Regions from separate parts of the Oryctolagus cuniculus genome. Here region 2 is linked to region 1. A link is a contact called in public Micro-C data. All regions are on one chromosome and are shown on one strand. The core of a region is the stretch at or near the end of the contact, and the rest is flanking DNA. Distances in the headings are between cores, read along the strand shown.

The links. A called contact is a pair of places that touch in the nucleus more often than the background predicts.
Region 2: a contact with region 1 is called in a Micro-C map of ear pinna, with 3 times the contacts expected there. The contact joins the promoter of SNTA1 here to the promoter of C11H20orf144 in region 1. A contact is called at or near these places in 4 of 6 Hi-C or Micro-C datasets (ear pinna, embryonic fibroblasts, skin fibroblasts and 1 more).

The regions. Positions count from the first base shown.
Region 1 is chr11:24,398,876-24,404,594 of mOryCun1.1, forward strand. C11H20orf144 (chromosome 11 C20orf144 homolog) reads right to left here and starts at 2,668. Exons shown (of 2, transcript XM_051840254.2): 1 at 2,441-2,668; 2 at 1,564-1,993. The coding sequence starts at 2,566. The coding sequence ends at 1,619. It overlaps NECAB3 (N-terminal EF-hand calcium binding protein 3), which reads left to right. Exons shown (of 13, transcript XM_017341677.3): 6 at 3,908-4,044; 7 at 4,525-4,643; 8 at 4,761-4,840; 9 at 4,944-5,006; 10 at 5,387-5,499; 11 at 5,622-5,699. It overlaps ACTL10 (actin like 10), which reads right to left and starts at 500. Exons shown (of 1, transcript XM_051840253.2): 1 at 1-500. The coding sequence starts at 485. It overlaps LOC127491128 (a long non-coding RNA gene), which reads right to left and starts at 4,530. Exons shown (of 2, transcript XR_007917117.2): 1 at 4,436-4,530; 2 at 4,141-4,312.
Region 2 is chr11:24,566,694-24,572,412 of mOryCun1.1, forward strand. It overlaps SNTA1 (syntrophin alpha 1), which reads left to right and starts at 2,437. Exons shown (of 9, transcript NM_001082333.1): 1 at 2,437-2,855. The coding sequence starts at 2,546.

The DNA of each region.
Region 1 (5,719 bases), core at 1,418-3,917:
GGCCCGCCGAATCCGTTCAGAGGCTGAGACACCGCCAGGAGGGCCGGAGCTGCGGCAGCGGGAGGGCCTGTGGCCAGGCCGTCCGGACGTGATTCTCGCCCTGGGGACCCAGCAGCCTCGTTCCGCTCGCCTGGACTTGGAGGATGAAGGTCCTGGTCCCGCGCTCGAGGAGGGATGGGAGAAGGAAGAACGTGGATTGGACGCATTGTGACCTCAGTCCTCGGCCCCTCCCCACGGAAGCTCCCGGCACCCTTCCTCTCCCGGCAGCTGTGTGGGCAAAGGGGGGTCCCACACAAACAGGCTGGTTCCTTCCCAAAGCGCTCTGCATTGTCCAGTGGGCCCTGCACCTTCGAGGCCTTCGACTCCCTGTGCAGCCCCAAGCAGTCCTCTCCCTCTGAGCTGTCTTCCTCCATCCCCTTGCACAAGGAGGAGGCCGCGTCTCGTGTCTGTGGGCGCACACTTTTTGGGACCACTTTGGTGGCCATTAGGAGGATGTAAGCTAAAGTGTGGGGTTTTTATTTATCTTTTAAAGATTAATTACTAGAAAGAGAGAGGCCTTCAAACCTACTGGTTCACTCCCCAAATGGCCGCAATGGCCAGGGCTGCGCTGATCCGAAGCCAGGAGCCTCCTCTGGGTCTCCCACACGGGTTCAGGGGCCCGAGAACTTGGGCCATCTTGTACTGCTTTCCCGGGCCACAGCAGAGAGCTGGACTGGAAGTGGAGCAGCCGGGACTCGAACCAGTGCCCATATGGGATGTTGGCACTGCAGGCGCCAGCCCCTGAAGTGTGGGTTTTATTGCAAGGCTCTGTATTGGACACCAAAGGCAAGGGCACAGTCAGGTGTCAGGAGCTAGGTCTGATCACAAGGCTGTGGGGAGCCAGGAGGTGCCCTGGCGATGCAGTGCAGCCCCAGGGAGGGCACTGGCGGGACTTACTTGGGCCGGTCCCGGGAGGCTCATTGCACGAGGAACCTGGGGGAGGTGAGAAGGCACAGTTCTGAGAATCCGCGGGTCAGGCCCCCGGACAAGGGCAGTGGATCGCATTGTGGGTGACACAGGCGTGCCTTCTGTAGGTTCTGAGGGGGCCGTGTGAAGCTGGTCACCAGTGGGGGGCTGGGGAGGAACCACTGGATCTTGCCCCCAGGAACTGTGCCAGGCGCCTCTCGAATGACTTAGCGAGCATCACCCTGGAGGCCGCGTGTGGCCATAGCCACCTGGAGGCCCAAGGGGGAGGAGTGAGGCTGGGCCTGCAGAGCGCCCTGGGCACTTCCTTGGGAGGGGGCAGCAGCGTGGGGCTCTAGAGCAGGGAGTGTGCTGCCCCGGACGGACGCGGGCAGGGCCGGAGGGGGCGAGGCCCAGGGGCGCCAACTCTCCTGGGCGAGCTCTAGACCCTGACCCTCCCCGCTTCCCCGGGATGGTGTCTGTTGGCTGGGGCCCTCCCTCTGCCTGCGCCGGGTGTCTTTGTTGTGGGCTTGCCCTGCCCGCCACCCTTGGGCCTGCAGCCCTGGCGCGGTAGCTTTGCCCGGCGCCCACCCCTCTCCGGCAGAGCTGGCAGCGGCCGCGTTGCTCTGAGCTCTTTATTGGGCCGGGTCTCTGGGCAGGGGGCTGCGCCGGCGGCTCAGGGCCGTGGGCGAGGGCAGCGGCGCCGCTTGCGTGGCCGTTCCTCGCCGGGCGCCGCGCTGGAGGCGGGCGGGCTGGCGTCGGGCCGCGGCCCGCTGCCGGGGGCCTTGGGCCCGCCCGCCGCGCGGCGCCCGTCTTCGCGCAGCCTTGCGTCCAGCAGTAGCAGCACCACCAGGATTTTTTTCATCTCTCTCTCGCGTGTGCCTTCGCGCCGCTCGGTGCCGTCGCCCGCTCCCCGCAGCATGGGCGCCGCCGCGGGGAAGCCCACCGAGCCGCGCGGCACGTCTTCCCCGGGCTGCGCTCCTGGGCCCGCGGCCGCCGCCTCGGCTCTCTGCTGCCGCTTGTCCAAGTGGAGAAGCAGCAGGATCTTGGCCTGGGGGAGGGGCAGGGCATGAGGGGAAGCACCCTGTACGGCTGCGCCCGCCTCCCGGGGACCCTCAACCACCTGGTCTTATCTCCCAGGACCTGTCTTCCCTGGCGGAAGTGGGTGGGGGTCCACCCTTCCCTGCTTGGCGCCAGGGACCCTCACCCAACCTGCCCACCGCGGCAGACCCCGGCCCAGCCCCGCTGGCTTACTGAGAGCCCACCCTCCCAGCCTTCACCTACCCCTCCTGGTCCTGGGCCTCTGCTCCTTTGAGGAGGGGGGAAGGGCTGGGGCGGTAGGGGGTTCCCCGTGCTACAGCCCCCAGTAGCTGGCAACCAGGGCTGACTCCCTGGCTGGCCTGAGGCACATCTGCCCAGGGTTGGAAGCCTGGGCACCTTCTGGCTCCCCGAATCCCTGGCCTGCTCCTGGGCCCAGTGCCCACCCCCCAGCACTCACACCCGGTTTCTTGCCCTTGAGGTGGCTGAAGAACTGTTTCCTCCCGGCCTCGTCCGCGTCAGGCGGGATCTCCTCGCAGGCCTGCGTGGGCGCTTTGGCCCGCTTCTGGGAACTGCTGTTTCCCATGGCAGTGCTGGTCACCACTGGGGGCCACGGCCCAGGCCACCTCTGCCCTGCCCGCCGGGGACCCTGGCCTAGCCTTGGCCTGGAGGCCACATTGTGACCTCATGGTTGACCTCACCACTCCAGGCACCCACTGGCAAGTCTGGGTTCTGTTTACTCTGTGACTTCTGGCCTTGGTTTCTCATCAAAGCTGGACTTGGGATCGCAGACGAGGGCCTCGGTGGGGAGTAGAGAGGAAATTCTGTGGTGTGGGCCTGGCTTCTGGCCTCCACTGACCCAAGTCTTCTCATCTGTGGAATGGGCTCAGCCGTGCTTCCTGGAAGTTGCTGCAAGGGTTAAGGGCAATTTCGTGTAGCAGTGCCTGGCGCACAGCGGGTGCTTGTGTCAGCTGGGCATTTTGGTTGCAACTAGGGGAAACCCGTCAGCCATTTTAAGAACCAAAAAGGGAACGTATGAGAGGACCTCCCGGGGACACATGCTACTGGCCTGTCGCAGCAGGGAGGCCCCAGCCCTCTCCGTCCCTGTCTTCCACCGGAAGCCTGGCCCAGGAGCTTCCCACCTGGTGCCTGAGCCGAGGCAAGTCGTGTGCCGGCCCAGGTTGCCTGTGCCAGTGGGCAGGGTCCTTGTTGGTGTCATTTCTGACAGCAGTGACGACAGCTCTAAGGGGTGGAGGACTTGTGTGCCAGGTGCTGGGCTGAGCCCCAAGTAGGACGTCCCTGACGCAGCCACTCAACGGCTCCGTGTCATGAGTGTTAACGTTCTTATAGATGGGGAAACTGAGGCACACGGAAGTGAAGGTAGCGCGGGAGTTTCTGAGAGTCCTGAGGTGGTCAGCTCCCTGACCTCTGCCCACCTTGGGGGGTGAGCGGTAATTCTTGTTGGGGCCAATGCTGGTGTGATGTGTGTGTGTGGGCAGCAGTCCTGGGTCTTGTAGCTGCGGCTCCTAGTACAAAGTTTATTGCATGGATGAATGAACAAGGATGTAGGTTCTGAGTCTGGGACCAGCTGGTAGGTGTGGGGTCACATGACACCGTGTGCCACACCCTGCCCTCGGATGGCCTGTGCGCACTGCCCTCCGCCCCACCCAGCCTAGCTGTGCGGGGGGCTCACTGGCCATAGCAATCCTGAAGGCGGTAGCCCCAGTGGGGAAGGGGCCTCGTGGTCCAGAAAGCCAGCTGGCCAGCGGCCTCTTGAGAGCCGGCCTCACACCTGCGAGCAAGGAAGGTCGCGGTGCCCGCTTGTGCCAGGTCTGCCTGCCCCCGTGCTCTGACGGCCACGAGGGAGCGAGCAGGAGGGCGGCTCCCCGCCCAGGCTGGGCGATGCCACAGCCCCTGTGCCCCGCAGGAGTACGAGCAGGCCTCCAAAGTGGACCAGTTCGTGACGCGCTTCCTGCTGCGAGAGACGGCGAGCCAGCTGCAGGCCCTGCAGAGCTCCCTGGAGGGGGCATCCGACACGCTGGAGGCCCAGGCCCGCGACCTGCGGTACGTGAGGGCCCTGCCAGCCCGGGTCCCACGCAGGAGTGCCTGCTGTCCCCACACTGCAGTGCCCTAGGCTTTCCCAAGCGGATGAAGCAAGCATGATTTTTTATTATTTATTTGAAAGGCACGGGGCAGAGACAGAGAACCTGCTTGTTCACTCTCCCAGTGGCCGAAGTGACGGGCTGGGCCAGGCCGAAGCCAGGCGCTTCTGCTGGGTCCCCCGTGTGGGTGTCAGAGAGCCCAAGGACTTGGGCCATCTCCCACTGCATCCCTAGGTGCAAAACCAGGGAGCTGGATTGGAAGTGGAGCAGCCTGGACTTGAACCGGTGCCCACATGGGATCGTGGCACTTTGCCACAATGCCGGCCCCTGAACTCCAGCATCTTGGAACTCACCTTCGTGGGCAGGGAGACCCTGAGGGACCGAGGGTGGCGGGCTCTGGGGCTGGGTGGAGGGGAGGTGGGCTGAGCCACCCCTTCCCTAGGTCAGATGAAGAGAGTGCTGAAGTGCAGAGCAGGCCCCGCGGCAGCCGGCGGGCAGGGCGCAGGGCCCTGAGAATTGTCCCTCGGTCGCCTACCTGGTCTCCTGGCTGCTCGGACACAGGTGTGCCTGCGGCGGGGTGGGTGTGGCATCCCCTGCACCCCAGGGCCTGCTCCTCCTGTTGGGCCGAGGGGGCTCCCGGCCCAACAGGCCCACGCCTGACCCCGCCGGGTTCCTCAGGACGCAGCTCGGAGGCCGAGTCGCAGTGGCGGCTCCAGGTCAGCCGTCTCCAGGAGCTCATCGATCAGCTTGAGTGCAAGGTGAGTGCTGTGCGACCGCTCCCAGGCCAGGCATGCGGGGGGGGGGGGGGGGGCAGGGCAGGGGGGGCGGCCCGGCCTGGCCCACACTCGGTGTCTTTCACAGGCCCCCCGGCTGGAACCCCTGCAGGAAGAGGACCTGGCCAAGGGGCCTGGCCCGGTGAGGCAGGTGGCTGGATGTCAGGGACGGGGGTGGGGTGGGGTGGGGGGGCTCCAAGGGCCCCCTGCAGTGCATGCCTGCCTCTCCCCCGTCCCGCTCCCCGCCTGGCTGGTGTTGGGTTTTGGGGTCACTGCCCCTCTGAGCCTCCATTCCCCATCTGTGTTGCTCAAAATCAGGTCTGGGCCAGTACAGATGGAAGCTGGTGGGGACAAACCACAGAAGAGGGGGACGATGGCTGGATCGTGGCAGCCACTTTAGAGATGGGGCGAGGAGGATGGAGTCAGAGATGTTGGGGGCCAGGTGGCGGCGGGAAGGGTGGGGTGCTCCTGCAGGCCGCACCTAGCCCCTCACCCTGCGCTGCGCCCGCTAACTGGAGCCTCTCTTGCCAGCACATCCTGGTGGCCCAGAGGCAGGTGCAGGTGGCAGAGGAGGCCCTGAAGGACTTCCACCGGGCCCTGTGCTGCTACATGGACTTCACGGGGGCCCAGAGCCGTTGTCTGCAGTGAGTGCCCAGCTGGCTGGTGGTGAGGGGGGCGCAGAGAAGGGGCTGGCGCTGGGCGTCCCGGGCTGGGGGCAGCACCACAGCAGCCCCGGGCCGGCCCGGCCATCTCTCTGGCCCTGCAGTGTGTCCGCCCAGAAGATGCTGGAGCAGGCCTCCTTCACCCTGTATGAGTTCTGGCAGGACGAGGCCTCCTGGAGAAGGTACGAGACGCCCACCAGGC
Region 2 (5,719 bases), core at 1,187-3,686, 170 kb after region 1:
CTCTGATATGGAATGTGGTGTCACCACTGTGCCACCATGCCTGCCACAACACAGTAAGAATCCAAATTCATGAAACAGAATGCAGCACCCATGTTCCTAACCACTATGGAATCCTGCCTCCCAGTGGACTGTATGCTCTGTGAGCTGAGACCCTGTCTGTCTTGTTTAAACTGAATTCCTATGCCTCGCTCTATGGGACACACATAGTAGGTATTTAATAAATATTTGTTACATAGGCGAATGAATGAATGAACGGTCACAGCATCACCTTCTGCTATGTGTGCTGCCGAAACGGGGAGTAGGTGGGCTGTGAGCTCGGTGCCACCTGGTGCAGGACGTGAGGGAAGTTGGTTCCTAGTGCTGAGGTGAGTACTCCTCATTAATTCCTTTTCATTTTATTTGAAAGGTAGAGAGAGAAAGCAAGAGACAGACTGGGCCGGTGCTGTGGCATAGTGGGTAAAGCTGCTGCCTGCAGTGCCGGCATCCCATATGGGTGCTGGTTCTAGTCCTGGCTGCTCCTTTTCTGATCCAGATCTCTGCTATGGCCTGGGACAGCAGTGGAAGATGGCCCAAGTCCTTGGGCCCCTTAATCTGTGTTGGAGACCCGGACGAAGCTCCTGGCTCCTGGCTTCAGATCAGCCAGCTCTGGCTGTTGCTGCCACTTGGGGAGTGAACCAGCAGATGGAAGACCCTTGTCTCTAACTCTCCTTCTCTCTGTCTGTAACTCTGCCTTTCAAATAAATAAACAAATCTTCAAAAAAAAAAAATAAAGACAGAGACACAAGAGACCTTCCATTTGGGTTCACCCCCAAATGGCCACAATAACTGAGGCTCAACCAGGCCAAGTCAGGAGCATGGAACTGCATCTGGGTCTTCCATGCAGGTGGCAAGGAAATAAAGCCCTCAGCAGTCATGGCTACTTCCCAGGATGTGCATTAGCAGGAAGCCGCTAATCACTTATTTGAAAGGGGGAGAGAGAGAGAGAGAGAGAGAGAGAGAGAGATCTTCCATCCAGCGGTTCACTCCCCAGATGGCTGGGCCAGGCCAAAAGCCAAGAGCCAGAAGCTTCTTTAGAGCGTCCCACATAGGTGGCAGGGGTGCACGCACTTGGGCCAGCTTGCATTGCCTTCCCAGGTGCATTAGCAGAGAGCTGGATTGGAAGTGGAGCAGCTGGGACTCAAACCAGTGCCCATATGGACTGCTGGTGTTGCAGGTGGTGGCTTTACCCACTGTGCCACAACACTGGCCCCTGTGGGGCATTTTAATTATCCACCTAAAAAGGAGGACAGAGACAGGGGCAGATAAGAGGTGGGGTTTCTCTGATAACAACCTTAATTTTGTATTTGGCAAACGTCTAGCAGAGTGGTTCAGGGACCAATCCCTGGTGTCAAATAGGCTTAGGTCTGAGTCCAGCTCTGCTCTGCTACTAAGTGTGTGACCAGGGCCAATTAGACCTTGGAAACCCAAGTTTTCCCTTCTGTATAATGGGGGTGTTCTTGATAGGAGCTACCCCGTGAGGCTACTGTAAAGACAACACACAGAAAATGCCCAACGCTAGGCCTGGCCGATAGCAAGCATACCACAAATGAAAGCGATCTATGGATGGCATAGGAATTCACAGTGTACAATGTGTTCCACACTGATATATCCTTACAAAGATTCCGTGAGGTAGGGATTATTATGATCCCATTTCACAGATGAGAGAATTGAGGCATAGAAAGGTGAGGTGACAAGACCAAGGTCCACTAGGAGATAGCAGAGTGTCTGCGCCAGGATGGGAAGCCAGCCTTCCAGACCCCCAGAATTAGAGCCCCACTTTGCAGCCTTCTCACACCTCTCATGATTCTGGATTCTTCCCCAGGCCTGTGCACAGAATAGGGCATTTATCTCTTAAACTCCTCCCCAGCTTTCAAGGTCTGACCCCCCCTACCCGCGCAGGCCCGCGTGGAGTCCGAGGTGCGCTTCTACAGGTGGGCGGGGCCGTGGCCTCCAGAAGCCACGCCCACAAGCCAAAGCCCGGATCCTCAAATAGGACAACTGCCCCTTCCCAGGCTCCCCCAATAGGAACTCTGCAGTCAAAGCCCCCGGAGTCCCGGCCCTCCACCAAACTCAGCCGTGCCCCAAAGCTCTCCGTCTGGCACCCAGTATCCACGGTTCTGCGCCTTTTTCTCGCGCTCCAAGTCAGTGCTCCTGGACGGCCACGGAAAAGGTTTCTTCCGAGGGCTCCCCAGGGCCCTGCCCCAAGACGAAACCGCGCCCCTCCGCGGCCCCGCCCCGCCCCCGTGGGGCCCACCCTCCACGTGGTCCCACTCCAGCTCCTCGGGCTTGGGGCCCCGCCCCAGCCTCCCTCGCGCGTCCTGGCTCCGCCCTTGGCGTTGGCCACACCCCCGAGGCGGCCCCGCCCCGAGGCTCCACCCCCGGGGCCGGGGTAGGGTGGCGGCTGGCCCAGCCGGGCCCCCGCTGCCCTCCGCCCTGGGCGCCGGGTCGGAGTGGGCCGGGCAGGCGGGCCGGGGCTCGGTTGCGACCCGGGGGCTCGGTGGCGAAGATGGCGTCCGGCAGGCGCGCCCCGCGAACCGGACTGCTGGAGCTTCGTGCCGGGACGGGCGCGGGGGCAGGCGGAGAGCGCTGGCAGCGGGTGCTGGTCAGTCTGGCGGAGGACGCGCTGACCGTGAGCCCCGCCGACGGCGAGCCAGGCCCCGAGCCCGGCGCTGCGCGGGAGCCGGAGCCCGCACAGCTCAACGGCGCCGCTGAGCCGGGCGCGGCGCCCCCGCAGTTGCCCGAGGCGCTGCTGCTCCAGCGGCGCCGCGTGACGGTGCGCAAGGCCGACGCGGGCGGGCTGGGCATCAGCATCAAAGGTGGGCGCGGGCGCCTATGCGGGGCAGCGGGGCGCGCTGTCTGTGGGGACGCTGAGGGCGCAGGGGCCGCGGGGCTGGTTGCGCGCCGCGGATGTGGAGTTGGCGGCCCCTGTCGGGGGGCTTGGGTGCGTGTGAGGAAACCTCCCAGGGCACTGGGGGGCTCCAAGGTCGCAGGGGTTTCTGGGGCTATGGGTGGACACGGAAGGCACAGGTGTGGATGAGGTCGGCGGCACACTAGGACTCAGGGGAGGGGAGTTCTGTGTTCGAGCACAGGGGTATGAGAGGGGACTAGCAAGGGCGCCAGAGGCCGGAGGTCCCTAGGAGGTCAGAGGTGGGAGAATGGGGGGTTGAGGCTCTGGGCTACTGGAGAGACATCCAGCGGAAGCCCCTGAGACCCTCTCAAGGTCGTGGAGGGTGTGCTACCGGCCGGAGTTCCTGGCTGAGATCACAGACAGGGTCCAGCAGGTTCCTGGACACCAGCGACCCCAGGAAGGCTGTGTTCCTGGGTGAGGAGCCCAACACCTGGGGTTTGCATCCAGGTCCGGTCCTCTGCACTTTGCCTTGCACAGGTGGAGAGGGTGGGCACCGTTGCCTCTTCTCCCAGGAGCTCTCAGCTTCCGATCCGGACAAACTTCTTTAGAGTACAGGTAGTTTGTGAGTTCAAGATCAGCCGTGTGAACTCGGACAGTCACTTCCCGCCTCTGTCCTCAGTGTCCCCAGCTGTAGTGTGAGAGTGAGGATCTGTGAGCGCAGGCTCTCCCTGCCAGCACACAGTAGGTGCCTGGCAATGAGCTGCTGTTGCATGAGAGGAACAGTGGAGGCCAGGAGACTCCCAAAGCCGCAGTGCCTGGTGCGGGAATCCCTCAGGCCTCCAGCTGCCAGCTCACCGTTCCTGCCTGGTTGCTTCTCAGGGTCCCGTCCCCTACAGAGTGAGTTGGGAAAGGGTGTCAGCCCTTGTATCACCTTGAACATGCGCTCTTCCCTCCCTGGCTCTCCCTGCTGCTGGCTCCGTTCACTGGGGCCTCTGGACCCTTTGGCTGGGGTGAGGGGGTGGGGCTGGAGGCAAATACCACGCTGTCACCGGGTGCCAGGTGCTGTGCCAGCCACTTCATCCGGGCAACAAGTGGTAAAGGTAGGCAGTAAATCCCAGTGTTTTTTTTTTTTTTTTTTTTAGATTTATTTTATTTGAAAGGCAGAGGGAGAGACAGAGAGAAGAGACAGATTGATCTTCCATGCCCTGGTTCACTCCCTAAATGGCCACAATGATTAGCACTGGGCAAGGCCAGAGCCAGGAACCAGGAACTCCATCCTGGTCTCCCACATGGGTGGCAGAAGTCCAAGGCCTTAAAAAGCCCTGTTTTGCAGGCGAAGAGACTGATATTCAGAAAGGTATAGTGACTTTCCCAGAATCACACCATTCTGTGAGTGGCAGAGCTGGGATCTGTAACCAAGCCATTGTTCTCCAGGGAGTGCCCAGGGCAGCTTTCCTGTGGAAGAGCAAACTCCCAGGAAGCCAACAAAAGGGGTGTAGAAGAGGGAAATGAGGAAGTCAGGGGTGGTCCCAGTTTTACCCCAGACTTCAGCCTGGGGTGGGGCAACAGGAACACCCAGTGGGTCAGAGCAGGAAAGAACTTGAGAGTTTGGATAGGATTCCATTTTGCAGATGGCAAACTGAGACACAGCAAGGAGACAGGACTTTCCAAGGTCACACACAGTTACTCTCAGGTTCCATACTTCCAGGTGGGGGTGAGGCTACTTTTAGGAGACTTCAGGGGAAAGCACCAGTTCCATCCAAGGCCTTGGGGATGGAGACCAGGTGCCTGTTGCCATGGTAACCTCCCTCTAGGGTCCAGCTGGATCCCAGGCAGTCATGAATGATTGTAGCTTCCAGCTGCCTGGTTTAGGTGGGGGAGGGCAGGTGTAAATAGAACCCCTTCCTTCCCAGGCCCCATGTGCTGTGCACTGCCGTGAGCGAGCAGTTGTGTCTGGGGGGGGGGGCAGGAGAGGGGTTCCAGTCCCAGGTCTGCCATTAGGCAGCTTGTGTGACCTTGGAACCAGGATCTCCCTCTCTGGGCCACTAGTTGCTCATCTTCAGGACTCCTGGGTTAGGCCAGAAGTGTGAAATCTGGGGGCCTGACCCGCACAGTCCACTGTAGGTTTAACAGGGCTGTTTCTGGAGCCAGCAGCCTTAGGTTCAAAATCTGGCTGTGCCCCTTCATGGATGAGTGACCTTGGACAAGGGGCTTCCGTTTCCCTTTGGGCATCTGAGCCTAGCTGTGTGGCGGGTGTTGGGAGGATGCAGTGAGACAACTGAGGAAGCATTTAGCTCCCTACTTGGCCCATGGTATGTGGAACTAATAGGAACTGATTACATTTCTTGTTTATAAAAGGCATTTGAGAACTTAGCAATAAAGTATTCAGTAGAGCACATTTGCTTCTTTTGTATCAGAGATCCAGTTCAGATAGACTTTTGCAATCTCTAGATTTTAGCAGGGGTGGGGAGCCTTTTTTTCTGCCAAGGGCCATGTGGATATTTATAACATCATTTGCAGGCCATGCAAAATTATCAACTTAAAAATCAGCCTGCTATAGATTTATTGGATTCCGAGTCCTGCCTGTGGTTGCCTGGCAGGGCCAGACCAAATGATTTTGAGGGCCTTATATGGCCTGTGGGCCTGTCACTCCCCACCCCTGCTCTAAGGCCTTGGGTTCCAGCCTGGATCCTGGACTGTAAAACTTTAGGATTGTCAGCGAGGTGCCCTGGAGCCCTAGCAATAGCTAACTGTTAGTTTAATTGCGGGTAGGGAGGTGTCATTGTGGGAAAATTGCTTAAATTCAAAATATTTTTAAAAAGTTAAAAAGCT